Regions from separate parts of the Drosophila melanogaster genome. Here region 2 is linked to region 1. A link is a contact called in public Hi-C data. All regions are on one chromosome and are shown on one strand. Each heading gives the region's core, a stretch centred on a gene start, on an enhancer-like site or on the middle of the called end of the contact. The rest is flanking DNA. Distances are from core to core; before and after follow the strand shown. Region 1 holds the start of SCOT (Succinyl-CoA:3-ketoacid CoA transferase). Region 2 holds the start of CG16753.

Evidence for each region. Hi-C and Micro-C count contacts between places; a contact is called where the count stands out from the background.
Region 2: a Hi-C map of the Kc167 cell line shows a contact between it and region 1, with 2.3 times the contacts expected there. The contact joins the promoter of CG16753 here to the promoter of SCOT in region 1. A contact is called at or near these places in 10 of 107 Hi-C or Micro-C datasets (the D17-c3 cell line, the Kc167 cell line, the ML-DmBG3-c2 cell line and 7 more).

Annotation. Positions count from the first base shown.
Region 1 is chr3L:1,961,504-1,968,078 of dm6, forward strand. SCOT (Succinyl-CoA:3-ketoacid CoA transferase) reads left to right here and starts at 1,640. Exons shown (of 4, transcript NM_167928.2): 1 at 1,640-1,988; 2 at 3,572-3,770; 3 at 3,827-4,803; 4 at 4,862-5,302. The coding sequence starts at 1,971. The coding sequence ends at 5,176. mv (mauve) reads right to left here and starts at 2,675. Exons shown (of 18, transcript NM_139424.2): 1 at 2,372-2,675; 2 at 1,300-1,559; 3 at 1,141-1,217; 4 at 910-1,072; 5 at 733-843; 6 at 1-652. The coding sequence starts at 1,410. It overlaps CG1927, which reads right to left. Exons shown (of 3, transcript NM_139427.4): 2 at 5,697-5,999; 3 at 5,222-5,636. The coding sequence ends at 5,316. It also overlaps asRNA:CR45827 and asRNA:CR45828.
Region 2 is chr3L:3,050,970-3,056,869 of dm6, forward strand. It overlaps CG16753, which reads left to right and starts at 4,110. Exons shown (of 1, transcript NM_139507.3): 1 at 4,110-4,873. The coding sequence starts at 4,187. The coding sequence ends at 4,720. It overlaps CG1271, which reads left to right and starts at 1,545. Exons shown (of 4, transcript NM_206259.2): 1 at 1,545-2,058; 2 at 2,272-2,771; 3 at 2,829-3,281; 4 at 3,348-3,937. The coding sequence starts at 2,445. The coding sequence ends at 3,722. CG32486 reads right to left here. Exons shown (of 8, transcript NM_139508.3): 7 at 5,850-5,900; 8 at 4,939-5,783. The coding sequence ends at 5,756. CG32485 reads left to right here. Exons shown (of 2, transcript NM_167972.2): 2 at 36-796. The coding sequence ends at 545.

The DNA.
Region 1 (6,575 bases), core at 390-2,889:
CCTCGAAGCAGGCATCAAAGTTCCTCACATCGATCTGGTTCAACTCCCGCACGCCATTATCCACCAGGTTGTGAAGGGTGCCAAACATTATGTATAATACTCCATGAGCCAGAAGGGGACTCCTCCGATTGGCGGTCAGTGCGTAGAGGAGCTGCCCAAAGTTGCTGTTGAAGTCATGGACATTCGGCTGCTGTTGCTCCAGCACGTAAAAGTTGTTTACACAGTGTGCTATCAATTGGAGCAGTTCAAATTTAATGAGTTCATCGTTATTCCCCGATGCATCCTGCTCCGAACTTGAACACAAGTGTCCCAGAGCAAAGTTATGGACCGTAACGCTCAGCTGGGATTCCTGCTCCGCATCCACGCACCTGGTGAGCAATTGGATGAGCAGCAAGGCCAGTTCATCACTGCTCCTTGTCGTCCCTCTAAAGTCTTCGAAACTCGATTTGATTGGATTGGATATGTGATTGGGTAATTGACTTTTTGGTTGCTGTTGGCGTCTCAGCTTTTTGCTTTGCGAATTGAGGTAGAAACTTCCGATGAACTGAGCAATGCTGGTCATGGGAATCAGCTGCTCGTTGGATGCACTCCACTTGCAGTTGGGGAACAGGTTAATGCACAGGTGGCACAGACTCTTCTGGGATGCAATGAGCTGCAGGCAGAGGTTTAAGAATTGATTTAATTTAAATATTTAATATGTAACAATTTCTGGGATTCAAGAAAAGCACGTGCCTTGATATCCACGCGCAGCAGAAACGTCAATAGATGATGGCCCAGTTTATCGGTGAGGAATGTCCGCAGAGCGAGAATCTTGTTGCAATCACTGGGAGTGCTGAGTATTAGCTGCAAGAAGAGACATGAGAAATGGTGAACTGGATCAGAAATAGGGGAATATGCTTCGATAGAAACCTGGGCCAGATTATGCTGCTTGCGCAGCTGCTTGATGCACTTGTCCTGCTGCTCCGGTTCATGCGTCGGACTGCTTTCCTGAGATCTCTTCGCCTCGCTGATGATTTGATAGACCTGCTCCAGCAAATAGGAACAGAGCTCCTCGGGCATCAGATTGAAGTGGCTGAAATATGAACAAATATAATATAATGTATAACTAACTATACATGTTAAGTAGAGCGATAATATTACCTATTTAGCCAGGCATCTTGCAAGTTCTTATCGTCCAGAAACTGCAAGTTATACAGCAGCAACCAGAGCCAGTGGTCCTGCGAGCATGAGAGGGAGAAAGGCCAGCAGCGATAAGAGCTGGGAATATCAACGGAATGGACGAAGGAGAGTCACACAAACCTTGACACTCGCGTCTTCGAGCTCCGAGGCCTGGAGATACTGACTCCACAGTCCGATCAGGGTATCCAGCAGCAGCTGCTCCTCCTTCTCCTTCACCTCCATTCCGGCCATGGAGAATCACAGATAGTGTTGTTGCCTTCCAACAGGCACGTCAAAGAGTCTGCTCCAGCTGGTCAGCAGCTCCTCGGGCATCGGTCGACGTTGTGTGCGCTTGGAGCGATGAGACCAAACTGAATGCGGCGATCGCAGGAGAACGCCAGCTGTAATTAAGGAGAGTCAGTAAATACAGTCGGACCTCTAAAGCATGAGAAGTAGTCACCAACGAGTTTTACGTTACTATGTAGATTCAAATTTTTAAATAACAAATCAGAAAATGTGGACAATCAGAAAATTTACTGGGGTAAATGATTAAAGATGCCTGAAAAGTTCGCTCTGTGGAGGTGCCACTGTAACTCTTTTGTGCGTGCGATTACGTGAAGAGATCAGCACGAAGAGGACGTGGAGTGGGCAGAAGAGGCCACGATGATTGCTTATTTGCCCAGAGGCAGCAGTCGGCCGGTGATGTTGATAATTCGCTGCAGAGTGGAGTGGAAACTTTGGTTGTTGTTGCGGAAAACTATTGAGATTGCTATTTATAGCGCATCGGATCGGATCGGTGGCATTGCATCTGGATGGATGGCTGGCTTGCGGTGGGTTGCCAAGCCGGTAAGACAGTGATAGTTATCGGGGCTGGGATCGGTGGCTCAGGGGCTTCAGTGGTGCGGTGGTTGCAGTGATGCTCCATTCGGGTAAACAGCTGGCAATGGAGCGTGTCTGTAACGGCCAGTGGCAGCGAGATAAGCTCGAAACTATGGAAATCAGGAGGAGGAGACCATCTTCATTTCCACCTTATCACGTCGAGAATTTCACATATACATATATATGCAGCACATTCAGCATTTGAACCACAACCACTTACACATATTTATCAACTGCGCAGCACCGAAATTATTCATCACTCGAGTTTATATAGTATTTGATTTGCTGCTAGACTAGAGTGTGTAAAATACATCATTTATTGGTCATGGCTCACCGCAGACAGCTGCAAATGTTTTGCTACCTTAGCACCACATTCTGAAGGCTGGTTTGCTGAACTCATCTGCTGCTGGGAATCCTGGACAAGGACTACTTCGTGCAGATCCACGCCAGCCAACCAAACTAAGGTGTATGTAAGGTAGTCAACTGGCTGTGACGTCAGCAGGTGGTTTTTGTCCGGAATTGTTTAAGAAATGGCGTTTGTTTTTACGGCTGCAAATCCAACGACTTTGTTTTTGTTGACTGCGCTTCGTTCTGTGTTTGGCCTTCTGAGCGTCTGGCTTTGCCTTTGTTGTTGTTATGTTGTTGTTAGTCAGCACAGCTGATGGCAAAACGCGTTCGCTGCTCGGTCCTACTATAAATCGATTTCAAATTACTTAAAAATAAATGTTATATACAAATAAACTTTAAAATGTATAAAACTAGATTTTAATTGAAAATTAAATTTACATAAAAGTATTATTCCGTTATTTTATTTAATTAAATGCAATTGTTGCATCTTTTACAAACAGCTGTTTCATGGAAGTTATCGAACTGGTTCGATGGAACCAGCTGACTTGGTACCTGTTGCGCTCCTCAGCTGTTTTCGTTTCATTCTGGCTTGTGTTGATCCGCCGAGCAGTTTGCTTTAGTTTAAATACGTTTTTATTACTTTAAATACACTTAAGTTAAAATGCTCTGCCGACTGGTGGGAAACAGGAGTTTGGGTGCACGATATACCGCCTCCATCAAGGTAAAATCCGCCTCTCATAAAAATATAACCACGATATTTCTGGAGAATATCTTCCAGATATATGTAGATAGTTTGCATTTCTCTCGGTTATCTCTTCAAAGATTAAGTCCTTTATTAATCATGTGATTATACAGCGATAAACCAGTTCTCCAGCAAAAACATATCAACAGGTGTTAATTCAAAAAGTTCCAGAAATATATTTATAAATATTTGTTGTTTTGATTTAGTGTTTTGCTGCCAATTGAGATAAGAGGCACTAATTTGACGAATCCGCACGAGCCATTCACTCTAAAATCACCCCACTGATACCATTACCCCCCCTGGAGCAATCCAAGCGAATTAAAAATAGGCAAACTTACGTAACGACTTTGCACAAACAATCCACACGAACGCTCACTTATACCAGGGAACACCTGCGTATCATGGACAAACCGCTTTTTATGCTAATAGTCCGATTATTTGCAGGCTATTGCGTGCTACTCCACGTCGGGAAAACAGCGGAACGGCAAGATCTACGAGTCGGCCATAGATGCTGTGGCCGATGTGCAGGATGGTGCCCAGATCCTGTTCGGCGGATTCGGAATCTGCGGCATTCCGGAGAAGATGATCAACGCGCTCAAGCAGAAAGGAGTCAAGAACATCACTGGCGTTTCCAACAATGGAGGTATGCATGAAAAGAATATATAATGAATGCTCTTATTAAACCGAATTCCTTTCCAGGTGTGGACGACACTGGTCTGGGTGTCCTGATCAAGCAGAAGCAGGTGTCCAAGGTAATTGGCTCCTATGTCGGCGAAAACACGGAGTTGGTGCGTCAATATCTGGAAGGAGAACTGGCCGTGGAACTGACTCCCCAAGGCACCCTAGCGGAAAAGATCCGCGCTGGAGGAGCCGGCATTCCGGCCTTCTACACGCCCACTGGCTACGCCACTCTTGTCCAGGAAGGCGGAGCACCCATTAAGTACTCCAAGGATGGCAAAGTGGAAATATCCAGCGAAAAGAAGCCCGTGAAGGAGTTCAACGGAAAGAACTACGTGATGGAGGAGTCCATCTTCGCAGACTTTGCCTTTGTCAAGGCCCAGAAGGCCGATCCCTTGGGCAATCTGGTGTTCAACAAAGCTGCCAGAAACTTCAATGCACCCATGTGCAGGGCTGCCAAAATCACCGTGGCCGAAGTGGAGGAAATCGTGCCCATCGGAGCCCTTTCTCCCGATGAGATCCATGTGCCCGGCATCTACATTAACCGCATCTTCAAGGGCACCAACTACAACAAGCGTGTGGAACGCTTGCGCATCACGGAACCCAAGGATCCCAGCAAACCCGCTCCTCCACCAAATCCCGCCCAGGTTTTACGTGAGCGCATTGCCCGTCGAGTGGCTCTTGAGTTCCACGACGGCATGTATGCCAATCTGGGCATTGGCATTCCCGTGCTCTCCTCCAACTACATCCCCAAGGGCATGAACGTGATGCTGCAGTCGGAGAACGGAATCCTGGGCCTGGGACCCTTCCCCACCAAGGATAAAGTGGATCCGGACTTGATCAACGCCGGAAAGGAGAGTGTTACCGTGGTGCCCGGAGCCTCATACTTTGGCTCCGATGACAGCTTTGCCATGATCCGTGGTGGTCATGTGGATATCACCATTTTGGGCGCCATGGAGGTGTCGGCCACAGGCGATCTGGCCAACTGGATGATTCCTGTAAGTTAATCCATTATCATCCATTAAGCTTAATCACTTGCAAACTCATTCTTTTTAGGGCAAACTGGTTAAGGGAATGGGTGGAGCCATGGATTTGGTGGCTGCGCCTGGCACCAAGGTGATCATCACCATGGAGCACAATGCCCGCGATGGTTCCCCCAAGATCCTGGACACCTGCTCCCTTCCGCTCACTGGCAAGGGTGTGATCGACATGATCATCTCGGAGAAGGCTGTCTTCACGGTGGAAAAGGGCGTGGGCCTAACGCTGATCGAGGTGGCCGAGGGTTACACCGTGGACGACATCATTGCCAGCACTGGAGCCAAGTTCACAGTGTCGCCCAATCTGAAGAAAATGGGTCAAATTCCGGTCTGATGAGCCACGTGCTTAGTGCCCAGAGAAGCTGCAATACCTCCGGTTGAGTGATAAACGAGTGCATTTATTTTTTGTTGACCGTGTGACAAAAACATTTGTGTTAAATATATGGACCATATCAAATCGAATCTCTCCCAGCTTATCCAATTGCCTTGGCCATGTCCTTCAGCGCCTCGGAGCGATGTGCGTTGCGCATCTGCTTGTTAAGGATATCGAAGATGCGGTTGTACTTGCTGTCGGTTTCCGTGCGGCAGATGGCGCAGAACTGCGAGGACAGCACGTTGAGTGGACTACGGAAGTACAGGCTCTTCTGCATGGTGAGACCGTTCCTGTGGTGGGACATCATGTGCAGGACGATCTCGATGAGGGCCAGCGTGGCTCCAATGACGAAGTTGTAGCAGAAGAGCGTGGGCACCAGGAACAGCAAGTAGGGGTTGCGGTTGTAGCCCAGGATTATGTTCTGCAAGGAAAACTCAATTATTTAGCATACTCATAATCCCAGTTTGGAATGGTAACCTACGTTGCTCACGCCATCCATTTGACAATAGTCCTCGCGTTCGTAGCCCGGAGTGACCTTTTTGGGTGCCCTGTTGGGAATCGCGGTGGCTGCCCCATATCTCACCGTATTGGCCAGCTCGTCGTCTACCTCATCGCATATGGTTCCGCGGAGATAGTGCTTGGGTACATGGAAATTCGTGTGTTTGCGGAAGTGAACCTTGGTCACCTGGTCGTGGATCGGTTCACCGGTCTCCTCATCGAAGGCCGGTCTATTAACGCGGACGGTGTCTGTGTAGAAGTACTCCAACTCACCCGTTTCGCAGTTCTGTCGGAGATTGGATCGAATCAGATAATATAGTGTTAAGAGAGTGGTCTAAGAGAGCGGTCTAAGAGAGAGCGAAAGAGAGCGCTGGGCGGCACTCAAGAATCGCGTGATCGAGATTTTGTTGGTAATTTATGGGCCGAACCTGGTGGAATTTGCAAGTCAGATTTATAAAGCAAACATGCCTGAAGTTGATTAAAGGTTTTGAATCTACATTTCTATCTTCGAATGCCATTTAAAGCAGATGACTCTGTTCATCTATTGTCTGGCTTTCTAATGTGTTTTACGAACAGCGGGTATACAAGATTTAAGAGAGCTTCCCTTACACATTTCTCTTGAGCTCTCTTTGCCACATTTATATTGTTTATGAAATGTTATCGGAGGTCGGCGGGCGACGAACAAGAAGCAGACGCCAGTCACAGAAATGTGTTTATATATCCCGAAAATAGAATCACGTACGCCTATTCTGATAACATCGCCAGATCGTACACCAGGGCGTATGAATAATGAACCGCTTGCGACACCTGAGATTACCACTACTATTACTAGGCACTAATGCATCCCACCCGACTTCTTACC
Region 2 (5,900 bases), core at 2,860-5,359, 1.1 Mb after region 1:
TGAATAGTAGTACGAACAATGTTTTCCCTTTACAGGCCATTCTAAAGACCAACAAGTGGCGTGAGACATACGGCGTGGACAAGCTGTCCGAGATGGACCGCAGCCAGCTGGACAAGAAGGCGCGCCTGCTGCGCCACCGCGACTGCATCGGCCGTCCGGTGATCTACATTCCGGCCAAAAATCACAGCTCGGAGCGGGACATCGACGAGCTGACGCGCTTCATCGTCTACAATTTGGAGGAGGCGTGCAAGAAGTGCTTCGAGGAGGTCACCGACCGCCTGTGCATTGTCTTCGATCTGGCCGAGTTCAGCACCAGCTGCATGGACTATCAGCTAGTGCAGAATCTCATCTGGCTGCTGGGCAAGCACTTTCCGGAGCGCCTGGGCGTCTGTCTGATCATCAACTCGCCCGGTCTGTTCTCCACCATTTGGCCGGCCATACGTGTACTGTTGGACGACAATACGGCCAAGAAGGTGAAGTTTGTGGCGGACGAGGCGGAGCTGTGCCAGTACCTCATCCCCGACATCCTGCCAACGGACATGTAAGGCTTCCGCCACGAAATCAGCATCCGACGAGGCTTCTGCTAGGCGTAGACATATCTCCAAAGAGAACCGAAACCAGTACCTAAGTTTGCAAGGAGGCTTCTGAGAGCTTTTATCCAGTATAGTACTCTATCTGTAAATCGATGTGTTTAACAAGTTGATTGTAAAGCGTATTCTATTGGACACCACAACTATTAGTACAATGCTAACTATTTTAGATAAAGGTTTATCTTGTATGTGTAGTATCTATATACCTGAATTCGTACCTATATATATATATATATATAATACAGTATAATTCGCTTAGCTGCATCGATAGTTAGCTGCATCGGCAAGATATCTGCATTATTTTTCCATTTTTTTGTGTGAATTTATTTTTCCTTAAAAAAAAAAAATTAAGTTAGCTGCATTTTTAAGTTACCTGCATCGAGGCATTGTGCAAAGTACTCGAGGCACCTAAGCGAATTATACTGTATATATGCAAGTGTCTATGTGTACAGCAAATAAAGTTGTTAAAAAAAAAAAGCGACGCCAAGATTAGATCGGTGTTGCGTCGCACACGTGAGTAATCGTTTTGTGGGAAGCGTCGATAGTGCTCTAATTTTAGAGGGCTTATCGCTACCTTTAGATAAGAATCATAATCCTGAACGAAACATGGTGGTAGCTCTTATCAACTGATGATGATGATTTGAAATTGGCGCCAATCAGAGTTGTCACTACGTTGGGCAACTGTGAAGGGATATTTATGTGTTAGCCAACACAGGATGCTGCAATTATATCAGCAATTAAACTAAACCCATACAACAACCCTTGCAAGTAGATTGCTTTGTACATTCTAGTATTTTATTGCGTATTTAATGTTTTGAAATGTAGCCTTTGTTTAGATCTTATTTAGATTCTAGCTACTTTCGAGCTAGTTGACTTGCAGCTGGCGCGAGCAGGTGGCAGCCCTGGATAACCAGTTGCGTTATCATCTGGACTCGAAACAAAAACAAAAGTCGAGCACTTGATAAGGAAATCTGAATCGCGCACTATGAGAGCTCGTCGGAATAACAATAACAATAAGTATAGCCGCAGCAGTAGCGAAATGGATAAGTCGCCCCGCCAATTCAGCTCAGCAGCGTCCCAAAGCCAGTGATCGACGAAGCGTGCGCTGGGAAACATGTCGGCGCCTTCAAAAGTAGCAGCTAAGCCAGCAGGAGCAGCCAAGGATTCCCAGTGTGCGGAGGAGTCGGGACCACCCGACTCACCCGCTTTCATACTCGCCCTGGATGTTGGCACCACCTGCGTGCGGAGCTTCGTTCTGGACGAACAATGCGAAGTCCGGGGATCGGCGGTGGATGCTGTAAGTGATTCGATCTTCAAGTGACCCGCGGTGCAAAGTTAATTAAGCAAAACCTTGACGACCTTTGGCGCAATTAGGTGGAGCTACTGAACCCGCAGCCAGGCTATTTCGAAATCGAACCCGAGAGCTTGTGGCGGAAAATCGTTGGCGTTATAACGCAGGCAGTAAAAAGTGAGTATCGCGAATCTCTAAAATCCCCAACAGGTTTAATACATCGTTAAATATATTAATTAAAGGCTTATTCCTAAAATAAGTGAGGTAAACCTGAATTTGGGCACAGATATGATTACATTTGAGATTACTTATTCATAGTTATTGAATTTTCAAGTGCAGTACGATTGTGATCCTGGATAAGCTAGAACTTACTTTTGATGCCTTTTGCAGATGCTCAACTGACACCACCGGACATCACCTGCCTGACCATCTCCACGCAGCGCTGCACGTTTCTCACGTGGGATCATCGCAGTGGCGAGTACTACCACAATTTCATCACCTGGAAGGATTTGCGCGCCGACGAGCTGGTTGACCAGTGGAATGCCAGCTGGACGAAGAGCTCCATGAACTGGTTCTCGTATGCCCTGTTCCTTCTCACCCGCCAGTCACGATTCCTCGCCGGCAGCGTTCTCCAACTGATGAATGGCCAGGTCACTCCAAGGCTACTCTTCGAGATAATGAACAACAAGAAGTTGAAGCAGGCTCTGATGCAGAAGAAGGCGCGCGTGGAGCTGTTGGACTCGTGGATCCTGCACAAGCTAAGAACTGGCAGCAGTCGCGATAAGGATGTGGAGCACATAACCGATGTGACCTCGAGTACGGCGACGGGTTTGTACGATCCGTTCACGCTCAGCTGGTCGCCGCTTATAAGCTGGCTATTCGGCATCAATGTGAGTTGGCTATATCCTCCATCAGGCTCTATTTGCATTCATTTGCTTCCATTGCAGTCAAAAATCTTGCCGCGTGTGGTGGACAACGGCTACAAGGGCTTTGGGCATGTGCATCCTACTGCCTTCGGTCCGGATTGGGCCAACACAGAGATACCCATTGCTGCCTCTTTAAGTGACCAAACAGCAGCCATTTGGGGCTCGCAGTGTTTCCAGAAGAACGACGTCAAGGTCACAATGGGTACTGGTGCGTTCCTTAATCTGGTAACAGGCGATCGTTGCCAAGCTGTCATCTCTGGCATGTATCCATTGGTGGCCTGGCAGTTCAAGAAACCAACCAGGCAGCAGGGAGCTGTCTACTGCATTGAGGGAGCATCCCATGACTTTGGCACCGTGGTCACTTGGGCGCAATCGTGCGAGCTCTTCGATAGTCCAGCGAACACCTCAGATATTGCACAGTCCGTTCCAGATACGAACGATGTGTTCTTCATGCCGGCCTTCAGTGGCCTGGGGGTATGTTTTTTAAAGCACTTTTGCAACTGGTTCAAGATTACCTAATCCCCATCTTATCTTTGACAGCCCCCGGTGAACGATTATCGGTCAGCAAGTGGCTTTATTGGCCTCACTCCGTCCACCACCAAAGCCCACATGGTGCGGGCTCTGCTCGAGAGCATAGTATTTCGTCTGGTGCAGCTGATCGAGGCCGCTGAGAAGGAGACCTCTCAGAAGCTTCATATGATTAGGTATTTCTGTCTATCCATCTTAACCAATTTTACATTGCACTTATTTTCTTCTATTTTAGGGTTGATGGCGGCGTCTCCCGCAATGACTTCGTCTGCCAATTCCTTGCGGATCTCAGCCGACTGCGGGTGGAGCGGGCGGACAATGCGGAGAGCAGCATCATGGGAGCCACGTTCATGGCGGGCATCAACCTCGGAATCTGGCGCGATGTGAACGATCTCAAACGTTTCCGGAAAGTGGCGCGAGTCTTTGAACCGCGTCCCAAGGAGTACGAAACCATTGCCAACCGGATGGACAAATGGAGCCGGACGATTGCCCGGTTTAGTGACTGGTATTAGGTTAAACTTTTATTCTCTGTCTTTGTTATTTGTTATTCATTAGTCACTTAGAAGGCTAGGTAGTTGGTAAATAAAATGCTGAATTTATATATTACATACGTTTTTATGGGCTGTGGAATATATATATATTTTAAATGACATATTTAAGTGCTAATCTTCGAAGCTGAATAATAAATTTCAAATATATTAACCAACAATCAGCTTGCCGCCGATAACCGATAACGAAGCACTGTTATTGTCATCGCTAACCATACCGGGTGTGGTGACACTGATTTTGGGGCTTAGCACGCTGCACGTTTGTTTTTATTTTGATTTTGTTGGTGCACAAATCGCAGTAGAATGGCAAAAACGAAGAAAAATGTAAGGGCCAAGGCGAAAAGCGTGGTGGGGGCGGCCAAGCAGAAGGCTCAGGACATGAAGGCCAAGCTGCGCGAGGATCGTCTGCTCCACAAGACCCTTACGCCCAAGAAGACGACCACCAAGAAGGAGAAATCCGAGGCGAAACACAAGAAGCTGCTCAAGAGATTCGCCGAAGCGCGTAAGAAACGCAAGGAGGAGCACAAGAATCGCGAGAAGACCAAAGTTGTCGGAGATCTAAAACCACTGCGGGATGCCCTACCCTCGCTGCAGGACATCTACAAGCTGGTGAAGACCAAGCAAAAGGATGTCTCCGAGGGGGCAGCCCTCACAGAACCAGAGGTCCGACTGAGTGCCAACGAGAAGATCCGGAAAAAACGCACTGAAATGGTCAACACCGTCAAGTCCTTCGAAAAGCTCATCAAAGACAAGAACTTCAAGAAGAATCCCCGCGAAGTCATCGCCGCCCATGTGCGCAACAAGTACCAGGCGATGGAAGAGGACGACTACGAATAGAAGCCTCAAATCAGCAGATTAATTATTTTTAGGTATAAACATAAATAATACAAGGATTGTAAAGAAATATACGATGACGCAAGTATGTTAGTCCAAAACTATGAAAAACGTTACTAATTGAGCACTGTAAAATAAACTGTGCATATCTAGAACAATTTATGATCAATGTTTAGAGCTAAAAAATTCAGTTGCCCCCAAGAAGAAAACAGGTGGATTTTGTTTATTAAGAAGTATCTTTATTATATATGCATTAGGTATAGTTATCATTTAACGATGCATATAAATATTACACGTACGAATGTAAGTTGTAAGCATTAAATCGTAAGAGGGTCAACAGAACGAGGATTAGACAAGATTCGAACGTGAGGACTTTTGGGGGGATCTTTGCATTTTACGGCCCGGGCTATGTGATCGTAGTTAGTCTATCGCTACGTTATATCATAGAGCGTTCTATATGCGCCTGCTTAGGGTTCGAATTTCAACTTGGTGTTGTTCTTCTTACAGTGAAAACGGAGCCGTGGACTCGAGGTCCTTGCGTCCGGACAGTTAATCTACGGCTATTTTATGGTTATTATCGGTATTATCGCGTTAGCGTGGGCTGGCTCCTTCCTGTGAGATCATTAAACGCTAGTCAAACACACATCAGTCGTCTTGTCCATCGTATCGTATCCATTTCGCCACCAGCACTAACAGTAGAGTTAACATAGCTATTGAAAGGTGTCTCCATAAAATGGCGCTATCTCATCTCATGTACAAAATGTAGCCGAATCTACACTAAACTTAGGTTACAACCTACCGCGTTACGTCTGCGTGATCTTAAACTTCATTGAAACATGAACGGGATCGGGAACGGGTTGCGGGCTATCGGGAAGCGGTTCTCGGTTAGGCCCAGGCTCGTCGTTACCGCCTCGAAGTATTACATATACATTGATAGAAAATATAAGTCAACTATATCTAGGTTTTGCACATTCAAGAGTTTGAAACAACAAACTTAAGCTAATTTGAAAATCTTAGTTCGCTGAGCAGCGAAAGCGTCTACTTGTTCAGCAGAAACATGAGCAGGCTGCAAGAGGAAGTTGTTAATATAATAAATATGCGATTTCAGCAGGCTGTTTCGATGATTACTCACCGGAAGTTAATGCCTTTGTTGGCCAGCATACGGTTGCATTCGCTGGAGCCG